Linked DNA regions of Mus musculus: all the other regions are linked to region 3. Evidence: chromatin contacts called from public HiChIP or PLAC-seq data. All regions are on one chromosome and are shown on one strand. Each heading gives the region's core, a stretch centred on a gene start, on an enhancer-like site or on the middle of the called end of the contact. The rest is flanking DNA. Distances are from core to core; before and after follow the strand shown.

Evidence for each region. HiChIP or PLAC-seq counts read pairs in DNA pulled down with a chosen protein or histone mark.
Region 1: an H3K27ac HiChIP or PLAC-seq map of extraembryonic endoderm stem cells shows a contact between it and region 3. The contact joins two enhancer-like sites. A contact is called at or near these places in 2 of 115 datasets of contacts at active chromatin or transcription factors (extraembryonic endoderm stem cells and pancreatic cancer cells).
Region 2: an H3K4me3 HiChIP or PLAC-seq map of embryonic basal ganglia shows a contact between it and region 3, with 4 times the contacts expected there. The contact joins the promoter of Cfap43 here to the enhancer-like site in region 3. A contact is called at or near these places in 1 of 39 promoter capture datasets (embryonic stem cells), 2 of 484 Hi-C or Micro-C datasets (embryonic stem cells and myeloid progenitors), 3 of 115 datasets of contacts at active chromatin or transcription factors (astrocytes, embryonic basal ganglia and neural tube) and 1 of 9 other capture datasets (liver).
Region 4: an H3K27ac HiChIP or PLAC-seq map of extraembryonic endoderm stem cells shows a contact between it and region 3. The contact joins two enhancer-like sites. A contact is called at or near these places in 2 of 484 Hi-C or Micro-C datasets (embryonic stem cells and trophoblast stem cells), 4 of 115 datasets of contacts at active chromatin or transcription factors (extraembryonic endoderm stem cells, large pre-B cells, pancreatic cancer cells and 1 more) and 2 of 9 other capture datasets (adipose tissue and liver).

The regions. Positions count from the first base shown.
Region 1 is chr19:46,982,123-46,984,822 of GRCm38.p6, reverse strand. It overlaps a transcript of Nt5c2 not described here. Among named protein-coding and RNA genes, the nearest start is that of Nt5c2, 21 kb to the right of the region's middle. Within about 2 kb of position 1,417, at least 110 of the 459 cell types and tissues checked have an H3K27ac peak or open chromatin away from gene starts, as enhancers often do. A contact at or near this core is called in extraembryonic endoderm stem cells and pancreatic cancer cells, where this site is marked.
Region 2 is chr19:47,836,079-47,838,778 of GRCm38.p6, reverse strand. It overlaps Cfap43 (cilia and flagella associated protein 43), which reads left to right and starts at 1,418. Exons shown (of 38, transcript NM_027559.2): 1 at 1,418-1,564. The coding sequence starts at 1,452.
Region 3 is chr19:47,329,371-47,332,070 of GRCm38.p6, reverse strand. All of the region lies in intron 6 of Sh3pxd2a (SH3 and PX domains 2A), which reads left to right. Among named protein-coding and RNA genes, the nearest start is that of Gm29834, 44 kb to the right of the region's middle. Within about 2 kb of position 1,265, at least 223 of the 459 cell types and tissues checked have an H3K27ac peak or open chromatin away from gene starts, as enhancers often do. A contact at or near this core is called in embryonic basal ganglia, embryonic stem cells, extraembryonic endoderm stem cells and 2 more, where this site is marked.
Region 4 is chr19:47,644,352-47,647,051 of GRCm38.p6, reverse strand. It overlaps Slk (STE20-like kinase), which reads right to left. Exons shown (of 18, transcript NM_001164639.1): 18 at 1,806-2,700. It overlaps Col17a1 (collagen, type XVII, alpha 1), which reads left to right. Exons shown (of 54, transcript NM_001290825.1): 54 at 1-711. Among named protein-coding and RNA genes, the nearest start is that of Gm16068, 38 kb to the right of the region's middle. Within about 2 kb of position 1,296, at least 45 of the 459 cell types and tissues checked have an H3K27ac peak or open chromatin away from gene starts, as enhancers often do. A contact at or near this core is called in extraembryonic endoderm stem cells and liver, where this site is marked.

The sequences.
Region 1 (2,700 bases), core at 168-2,667, 350 kb after region 3:
GAGATTGAAAACATTGGAAGTGAAGAGGTGGGGGTCTTATGCCCGGTACAGAACACCAAAAGGTGGCCAGGGATTGACAGGCATTGAGAGAATTCACCTGCCCGAGCACAGTAGGGAAGTTTACTCCCGTACAGAGTGTAACAGGCCAGAGCAACCACAGAACAACACTCTGTTTTATCCAAGCGTGTTTATTGTGGTGTTTACTGTGTGTATGCATGCATGTGTCTGTATTTGTGTGTGTGTATGTGTCTGTCTGTCTGTCTCTCTCTCTCTTTCTCCCTCTCCCTTCTCCCTTCCTTCCCTCCCCCCCCCACTTCCTGTGTCCCCATCCCCCCCCCCCCCCCCCCCCCCCCCCCCGTGTCACGAGGCATTGAACCAAGAGCCCGAGGCATGGTAGCGATGCAATAGAACCAAGAGCCCGAGGCATGGTAGGGAAGCACTTTTACTACTGAACGCTACACCTTCTCTATCCCAGCCTTTACCATGGTGAATGCTTAACAAACTGCATAACGAAGCTCCCACCGGTGCCCGAGACACAGCCACAGATGTCATTAGATTGAACTAAGTAAGCTCCAGCCCCAGTGTGCTTGCTTCTCGGCGTATGCCATGCCAGGTTACCGTCCCCTCGTCTGTGGGTTTCTCCCCTGACACAGAACATATCCATTTCCAGCAGAAGTGTGTGTTATCTCACCCCTGCAGAGGCAGAGGCAAGACATCGGCTTGGTCTCTCTGAGGTCGTTCTTGGTACATTTTAAGGTTGAGGTCAGCCGAGACTGTATGAAACTGTGTCTTTAAGACAAACAAAAAGGTACCATAAAACAAACAGGACTCCCTCCCCACCAGTACTGGTGTGCAGGGCATGGGGGTGTGGCTTGTTCAGTGATAGAGTGTGACTGTTCTTAAGGTGCATGGGGCCTGAGGTTCCATTCTAGACTGCAGCAAACAGCACGACACCTAAATATCAATCCAAAGACCGTCATTTCCGTGAGCGAGGCAGAGCCTGGCATAGGTGTTTCTTAAAAGCTACCTCGGAAATTCCATTGCGTGGTCATAACTGAAAACCACTGATCTAACATTTCTTCCTGATCCGAGATGGATGGGAGAAACTGGAGCTGCCGGAACTCCCTGGAGGCTGGGGAGTGGAATGTCTCCAGACAATGCCCTCACCTGCTGCTGCTGCTTTAGCTGGAAGCAGGGCTGAACAGGCTCACTGAGCTGGAGTTCCCAGAGTACGCGTGGGTTTCTGAACGGTTCAATCTAGCAGCTGACTTCAAGTACGAGAGACCTGGGCCCTCCCCAACACTGCTGTTTGAGCTTTGAATCCAGGTGTACTGGAGTTTTAAACCACAGTTCCAGTCAGGTAGAAGGAAAGGGGGCCAGTGCGGGGGTGGGGGTGGAGGGTCACTGGGTCAGGGCACTCCCTGCCAAGTCAAATAGTCTGATGTAAGCCCTGGGCCTACGTGGTGGAAGGAAAGAAGTGACTCCTGAAAGTCGTCCTCTGATTTTCACACACATACCCTCTCCAGCCAGACATAATAAAATGTGTGTGCATGTTTTAAAACAACAACAACAAATACATGAATAGAATCAAGTCTCCCAATTACTACGAATCTTAACAAAAATTATAGTGTGTTAGTAGTTGAATCCGTAAGCAGGTAAGCTTAGGGAATAATTTAGCAACCTGGAACTCCACTTGGTTTGTGCTGTATGTACACTTGTAACAATGTTCATTCTGAAACAAAACAAAACAAAACAACCATGGGACAACTTCCCTATCAAGGCATGGGAATGAAGGGGCTGATCTGACTTCTCTGGGCTGCATGCTCAGTAAGGTAGACTTTCCTCGGAAGGAGCTTTTAGTTAAAAACCTCTATAACCTTATACCTATGCGTAATTGGATGAACAGATGTAGCATGGGAAGGAACATTTGCAGTAGAAAAAGAGTCATATAACCCAAACCTGTCAATCAAAATAGAACCTTTCCAGTTATCCCCCTTAGCAACAAGCCCCTTCTCCTCTTAAACCCATAACTAGAGCCCTTCAGTACTGTTTTCAAGTTTTGTTTTTTTAAATTAATAATTACTGTTACCGTGTGTATTGTGATGCACATGGGTTGGAGTTCAGGGAGTGTCGGCCAGAGACGACTTTCGTGAGCTTGTTTTACCCTTTGACCTTTACGTAGGTTCAGGGGATCGAATTCACACTGCAGGGCTTGATTAACTAGCAGTTTTATCTTCTGACTCACCTCAGTGGCCCAGCCTGGAGCAGTCATCCGCCCATCATCCCTCCTGACAGCATACCTGATCCGTCTGAGTAAAGTTTCCTTGTTACTTTGCAAGCAGTGTGAACCTTTATCTTAATTCCTTGATTATGTTACCCAGAGGCTAGAAATGTCCAGTCTGGACACCGAGTTCCAGTAACAGAATGGAAATTCTGTGCAGCCAGGTTGCAGACGGTCTTCCTTGGACTTGGCGTCAGAGTTCTAAAATAGTTCTTTCAGACGCTGTCGGGAGAAATCAAAATATGTCTCTCAACCCTATGTGGTCCACCCACCTCTGAGCACTGTAGCTCTCACTCCCTGGGATGCTTAGCAAGCATCTTCCATTTTGCAATCAGAGTTAGTGAAAACCCTCGCTGTCCGGGAACACTCTGAGCCTCTGTGGTAGCATCGGCAAGGCTAGGAGATGCAGCCTTTACTGC
Region 2 (2,700 bases), core at 169-2,668, 510 kb before region 3:
AATCCCCCTTTCTTTAACCTACTTGAACACATCCATAGTTCATTACTGTAGGGTAAAAAGGGCAATAGAAAGAACACTATGACCCTGACTTGACCCCAAGACCAAGGCCAAGAAAAAGAATCCCACCAATCCCTAAGCTTGCCACAATATCAGACAAAAAAAAAAAAAAAATTCCACCAATCCCAGGCCACCCTGGAAAGCCCAGCAGCCATGAAACCCTACATAAAAACCCTACCTTATGCTCAGTTGACAGCTGCTTCTAGTCCAAGCATTGCATCCACCCTCCTGGGTTTCCCCTCCCAATAAATCTCTTGGGTGAGGTTTGTTGTAAAGTGTGACAAGGTGGTATTGCTTGGTTCCCAATTGCCAGGATACCTTTCCTATCAAAGCTGTAACATTTTCATTGGTGAAGCCCTGCCCTGCCACTGTAACAGTTACAGTGATGGAGTGAACATTCCCTAGACCAGGCTCAGCCATTTCCAACATATTATTTCCTTTCTTTCTTTTTCTTTCTTTCTTTCTTTCTTTCTTTCTTTCTTTCATCCTGTTTCTCTTCTTCTTCTTCTTCTTCTTCTTCTTCTTCTTCTTCTTCTTCTTCTTCTTCTTCTTCTTCTTCTTCTTTTCTCCTCCTCCTCCTCCTCCTCCTCCTCCTCCTCCTCTTCTTCTTCTTCTTCTTGTATAGAATAGAGTTTATTCAGGCCATGGGAAGGGGAGTTAATAGAGTAGTAAAGGCAGAGAGAGAGGGAGAGAGAGAGAGGAGGAGGAGGGGGAGGAGGAGGGGGAGGAGGAGGAGGGAAGGAGGAGGGGGAGGAGGAGAAGGAGGGAGAGGCTGGTGGGAGCGGGGAGGGAATGGGGAGCCCAACTTTTTTTTTTTTTTTTTTTTTTTTTTGGCCAGGTGGGAAGGAAGGAACTGGAAAAGGGGAAGAGAAACTCAGGGAAGAAAAAGGATTAGACAGGACAGAGGCAAGGGGCTAGGAGAGAAGAGCATAGCCTATCACCCACCAGATTACTTCAGTCTGCCTCCTTGCGCTCACAGAGGAGACACCTGAAGGGTTGTTAGGCAGCCATTGTGCCCCTCACCCTTTGGATTCTGACTTGGCTTTCTGCTCACTGGGTTCCGAGCAGGCTTAACCGGTGCAGGGAAATAAATGAAATATTTCCGGCGTATAGATAGGAGTAGCATGGCAGCATGCAGAATTAATAACCGTCTTGACACTTATTAATACTGAAACTATTTGCTGAGGCAGAAGCACTCCAGCATCCACGACCCAGGGTCCCACCGCTCGGCTTCGCTCGCCGCTCGCCCATAGGCGGCGCCCGCCAGCCAATGGGCGCGGGGTTCCCGGTCTCCAGGATACAGGTGTAAACAGTGGCATCTTCGCGGGCTTCTTAGCCTGACCCGGCCGGGCCAAGGAGTAACGGCCGCAGCCCCGGGTGCGCTGGGAGTCGGCATGTCGCAAGACCCGGAGCGCGACGACGTCACTGCCTCTGCCACTGCCTCTGCCTCAGCCTCAGCCCCTGCCTCTGCCTCTGCCCACTACTCCGGATCCTCCCTGTCGGTGAGGTGCGGCATCGCGGCCGCAAGGGGCTGGAGGGGGAAACCCTGCCAGGACCCCTGCCCCTCGAATCCTCCAAGCAAACTCGCTCTGCTTCTCACTCCCCACCCCCACCCCCGCAACTCCTCCCCACCCCCGGCTCCGACCCTGTGCAGCCTCTTCAGTTGGACCCCTCGGTCGGTCTCCTGACCAAATGACCAACCGGCCCTCAGTTTCCCACCTCACCACATTGCTCTCCTGCTAAGGGACCCTCACTTGTGTGCCCGGTATTCCTCTCCCCCACCTTCTGTTTTTGCATCCTCTTCCTGCCTCGGTGGTACTCAACCCCAGAGCTCCTGCAAACCCATTCAGCCCTCCTCTTCATCAGCGTCCTCTTAGGCGATTCCCTCCCTTCTAACTCCTTCCTTCTCACTCCGGATTCCTGTGCGCAGTTGCTGGGCCTTAGACATCTGGAAGAGCTAACTTTTCTGTCCCTCCACGTTCTGAAGGATGGCTTACAGTTCAGGGTCCCCTGTCACTGCTGTTCTGTGTCATGGGAGGAGATGGGGGACAGACTCGGAAAACATGTGCCCTTCACTCTCTTTCCTCCACTTTCAAACATATCTTTAATATTTAAATAAAATGGAATTTTCCTTATCTCAGACTTTCCTTCCACCATATACCTACCACACAATCCTCTCCTAAAATGGACCTCTCACGTTCTAACTCCTTTGCCCTCGTGTCTTCCTTGTCCTTATGTGGATTTTTAGGTCTAAAACAGAGCCGTGCATTCTTCATGTGTGTAAACTATAAGCAAGTCACGTACGTGGCTTACAACTATAGAGTGTGCTGTCTTACTCAAAGCGGTTTTAAATTTGTTTAGTTGATTTTTTTAAGTGATTTTGAGTTTAGTTTTTCAAAAAACAGTCAAGAGAAAAGAACCCTGGATACACTGTTTTCTACAATTTCCTTTCAACCTAGTGAGCCATGTCACAGGCCAGAGACCTATTGATCTTTGCATTTCTTTTATATATATAGAGAGATTTATTTATTTATTATTATGTATATGTGTATATGCGTATATACGTACACTGTTGCTGTCTTCAGACACAACAGAAGAGGGCATCAGATCTCATTACCGATGGTTGTGAGCCACCATTTGGCT
Region 3 (2,700 bases), core at 16-2,515:
GCTAAGTTGTCCAGTGATGTTGCTGATAAAACACCACGACAGAAAGCAACTTAGAAAGGAAAGGGTTTGTTCCATCTTTCATCTCCCAGGCCACACTCCATCTAGGGGAAGTCAGGGCAGGAACCTGAGGCAGAGAAACTGAAGCAGAGGGCATGAGAACACTGCTTACTGGCTTGTTGCTCATGCTCAGCCAGCCTGCTTTCCTATACCATCCAGGACTACTGCGTAGGAGTTAGCGCCACCCACAGTGGCCTGTAATCTCCTACATCAATCATCAGTCAAATATTTTCTCGATTAAGACTCTTTCCCAGATGACCCCAGCTCATGTCAAGTTGATATAAAAACTTGTCAACACACTGGCCATGAGTTTGAGCATTTGAGGATCAGGAGTTTGGGTCATGCTCGGCTACTTAGGGAGTTTCAGGCTAGTCTGGACTACACTGAGATAGTGTTTCTAGGCTTCAGGGGTGGGGCTATTAAAAAAAAATCCTATCATCTGGGGGACTGGGATGCCTGGGTCATGAGTTTGAGGCCAGCCTGGGCTACATGGTATCTCAGTAAGGAAACATAGAAAGTAAACTGGGCATCTGGCTTCTCCATATCTGGGAGTACTGTGTGAGAGACATGATACAGATCACACCGGCTAATAGATACAGTGTGTCTGAACAGGAGAAAACGTGTTCCAGGGGCCTCCTCCAGCCTTCTTGTTAGAGGAGGACCCGGGAGGGCCCTGGAGCAGTTTCTCAGAGGCATTTGTTCACACCCATGGAAGGAGGGCAAGAATTCTGGCTGAATTCCTGGCTGTAGGACCCCACCTAGGCATCTGGCATCGGGACATGCTCCCTAGGGCTGTGCCTGTGACCCCCCTCTGGGGATGAGGCTCCAGGAAGCAGAACTTCTCAGAGTTGATGAGGGAGCACACTAACAGGATAGAGAACAGCCTTGTGCTAGCACAGGGAAGCCTGGGCGGGGCCCTGAGAAGTAGTCTGTCCCCAGTGAGCGAGGATCACAGTGCCTGAGAGAGAATCCCGGAGACCTGGACTTCACTCCATTCTCCCTGTGGGAAGTTCAGCCTGCGCTGTGGTATGGAAGGGTTAACTCGAGCCCCACCCCACCCCTGTCCTGCAGGCAACTAGGCTGCTGCTTTCTGGATAAAGCTTTGTCACGTGAGAGAGCCAGCTGTGGGGATTTCCCCAGCCGTGATGTGTGCATGCGTCTTAAGTGCATGCATGCACAACCGTTTACGTGGCAGTCTGTGAGCTCAGGGGACCTGTCTAAACACTTGCAGATCAGGGGTGGGCCAAGTCAGGAGAGGCCCAGGGCCTCTAGCAGACACTGTGGAGGAGGGGATTGACTGGGCCTGGATCCCACCAGTCTCTGTACAAGAGCACTTTGCACCTTCATAGACTACTGTCTCCTGTAACATCCACCATGCCACAAAGCTATATTGCTTATGGGTGCTTTGTTGTTATTGTTGTTGCTGTTGTTTTGAGCCCTTGGAAGGCTTTGCCATGCAGTCTTCTGGGATTTTCTGCTGGGCCTGAGGGTCCGTCTTTGTACTTTGGTGCCCAGGAAGGTGAAGGACTTTCCTCAGCCTCAGAAGGCCTGCACGTGGCTCAGGAGGGCAATTTTGGATTAGATCAGCGGTCTCAACCTTCCTTATGCTGTGACCCTTTAGTTCCTCATGATGTGGTGACCCCCCCCCCAGCCATAAAATTATTTTCATTGCTACTTCATAGCTGCAATTTTTCTACTGTTTACTGTTATGAACTGTAATATAAACTTCTGATATGTGACACACACCCCCAAAGGGGTCTCAACCCACAAGTTGATAATCCCTAGGCTAGATTAAGATTAGGGCCACAGGCATCAAATGAGCCTTGGTTCCCTTGAAACCAATGGAGTGAAGACCAAAGAAGGCTCCTGCCCCTTTCATCCACTGAGGTTAAACTGGACACTTGAGTGTTTCCAGTGTGATAGAATCGTAGTCAGGGTTAAGACAAAAGGAAATTCAAGACTAACTGGAGACACACAACACTTTGAGTGTGTATGCTAAGATTGGAACCCAGGGCCTTTATACATTCTAGACAAGTGTTCTAACACTAGGATATGTATCTAGCCTAGCTTAGCATGTTTTTATTCAACATCTATTATGTGCCAAATATTTGCTAAGATTATAATCCTAGCGGGTGTTCTGGAGGTGGTTAAAACAGTGAACAGTACAGGGCAAAGGTAGGTGAGATAGACCAACCTTTAAAAAATGCAAGCCGGGCGTGGTGGCGCACGCCTTTAATCCCAGCACTCGGGAGGCAGAGGCAGGCGGATTTCTGAGTTTGAGGCCAGCCTGGTCTACAAAGTGAGTTCCAGGACAGCCAGGGCTACACAGAGAAACCCTGTCTCAAAAAACAAAAAAACAAAACAAAACAAACAAACAAAAAAATGGATATTCTGCTGCTAGTCCTCCACCAAAGGTTTTTGTGACAACCCTTCTCCCTCCACCCAAAAAAAAAAAAGGTCTAGACAGGAAGCCATTGAAGAGAAGTCTTAAAAATTGTGTGGGGTGCTGAAATGTAGCTCTTCACAGTTGGGACCTTCTGGCAGGGGTAGGAGGAACCCAGTTTTCTTTAAGGGGCTGGCCACTGGGAGTTTGACCATGCTCCTGCAAGAATATGGGTAGTACTCAGTGTACTTTTTCTTCTT
Region 4 (2,700 bases), core at 47-2,546, 310 kb before region 3:
GGGCCTTTCGGAATAGCTGCAATGTTTAATATGAGACTTGACCTCTCTGCTACATAGATCTGAGCTCCCCGGCTTCTTTAGCATTTAGCCCAGCCTCTGCCAGGCCTCGGAAGCCAGTTACATAACTGTTGGCTGGGGATCTTGGAGCTTTGCCTAAAAAGTGAGCCCAGAAAATGGAAAATGGGAATGGGGACCTTTGTAGATGACGTGTGATGGGTTATGTTACGAAGGCTGCTGTCAGCTCCTCCTCCTCTCTTCACTCTGCATTCTCCAGTCACAGAGGTGACTCTTGCAACTGAAAACACTCAAAGTTCACTTCCTCAGAGGAGGTGACATGGTTACCTTCAGTTACCATGGTGCAGATGCCAATCACCTTCCCACTGGCTTACAAAGCTTGACTGGTCGTAGCTATGGCCTGTGTCCACAGGTACAGGCCAGAAGTACAACTATGACACCACACTAGACCCAGACAGGACAAGAGGGGCAGTGGGCAAGGAAGGGAGAAAAGAGAGGACACAGAACTCCTGATGCTGAGGAAGCATGGCTTCCACACACCATCCTGCACTTAGGAAATGGCATAAAAGACTGGGCACAGTTGGTTTTTATTTAAGCACTTTCCACTGTCTAAAAACATTTGTATGTAACCTGTAAGATGAAAAATCATTTCAACTGTAAAATTTTCAATTAAAGTTTTTTTTTCTTTTTTAATGTATGTTTAATCATGTGAGAAAGTTAGTTTAAAAAAAGGATCCGGGTTACATAGGTCTGATTGCAACACTGTTTGTCACAAATGGAAGAGGTGATTGGTGGTAGTTTAGACCTGGCTTCCAGCAATGGATCACTGAGATCTCTAAAGGCAGAGTTTTAAAAGCTACCACTTCAATCTGGACACACCAGACAAAGCACTTTTGTTTTCTCTAAGTTCCTTGAAAGCTAAACACATAGACAACAAATTAGAAGCTTCTTTGCAATTAATGTATGACTGGAAGCCAAGTATAGAGATGAAGATGTCTTGATTATCATTAATGATTAATCAGGCCTAGGAAATGTTCCCTCGTTACTAGACTTTACAAAGTCATCATCTAAAAATCTTCATAGAATCGTACACCCAGAAGAAATGGGAGGAAAGTCTAAGTGTGCTACCTCCTCCAGAAAACACACACACACACACACACACACACACACACACACACACAAAAGATACCAGCCATGAGCCATGTCTTCAGCTGGAGAGCAGTGGATGTGAGCTTCTTTGTTTCACTCGAGAGCGAAAAGGGATCAGGATGAGCTCAACAGCACACAATGCTCTGAGATTAGAAAATGACATCAGTAGCTCCCTTCGACCAAGCTGCACCCAGGCCAAGCAAGGCAGCCGCCAGCGTCTACTGAGTGGAGGGGGTTTTATCATATGATTTTTCATCAATTTGAAACAAATAATCTATCCCAGGGAGAAAAGAAGGAAATAAAAGCACACACACACACATGGCCACATAGACACTTTAAACATCTCCCAAAGGAGGAAGGTACATATTGGAAGGTACTTACCTGCAAGGTAAAAGTTACATTTGTCAGTAATGAGAGGGAGGGGGGAGGGGGAAGGGGAGGGAGAGGGAGAGACAGAGACAGACAGACAAACAGACAGACAGACAGACACGTAGATAGCTAGGATCAATGATAAACATAGAAGGTCAGAAGACTGGGAAGGTGAAAAGTTTAAAATATAACTAGAACCAAAAGCTGCAAAGTGTCTCAGGCAGGACAACCTCATTTTTAAGATTTTAAATTAAAAAGAAAATTCCCCAAAATAGATTAAGAAATAGCTTTATTGTTTGACAATCCCATGATTGAAAAGGCATATTTCTGATCCCAAATAGACAAGAAGCATAATGTGAAGCAAAATTCTCTTTGAAAACTTAGCTTGTGAACTTATTACACTGAAAAGAATCACATTTTTAAGCTGCAGCCAACATTTGAAACTGGTAAGACTCTACTCCAAGCTCTGTAGCAGAAATTTTAAAGCGTTATTAAAACCATGTCAGCCGAAGAACAGTTCGGCAGAGACATCAACTGTTGCCTCTGACTGAAGAGAAACATGAAAATCACCACCCCGCATCCTACACAATCACCACGCAGAGAGGACCAGAAGGCTCTCGGAGAGCTGATGCTCTCGTCTTCCACTGCAGTTCTAGATGTTTCATTCTGCAATGTTTCTAGCTATTAATATGGCCGAATTTGGCTTCTTAGAAGAGTCTTTGTCATTTAATAAGCACAGTGTAGAATGGGGGAAAGTATGAGGGTAGGAGGGACCTGGAAGAGTACAAAAGACAATCACTTCTGAGACTTGCTGATGCTCGAGAGATCAGAGAGCCCCCATGGGCCTCACGTGCCTGAGAAAACACTGGAGAGGTAGCTCTGGTTCTGCCCCCTGCTTAGGTACAACTTGCCATGTCCTGTCAGGTGAGATGCTTCCAAGATTCTCAGCATCCTAAAAACACTCCAAATGTCCTCCTCACACACAGGAAAGGTAAGAAAGAGCTTACTATGACTCCACCTAAAACAGCTAATTCAGCGACCCACAGCCTGAGCCTCAACAGGGTTAGGGGGGAAGCCCTGTTACTAGGGCTCTAGGAGCTGGACCTGCAGAGGCGAGGAGGAGGTGTGGCGCATCCACAGCATGCAGGGAATGGGGAGGTGACTGCT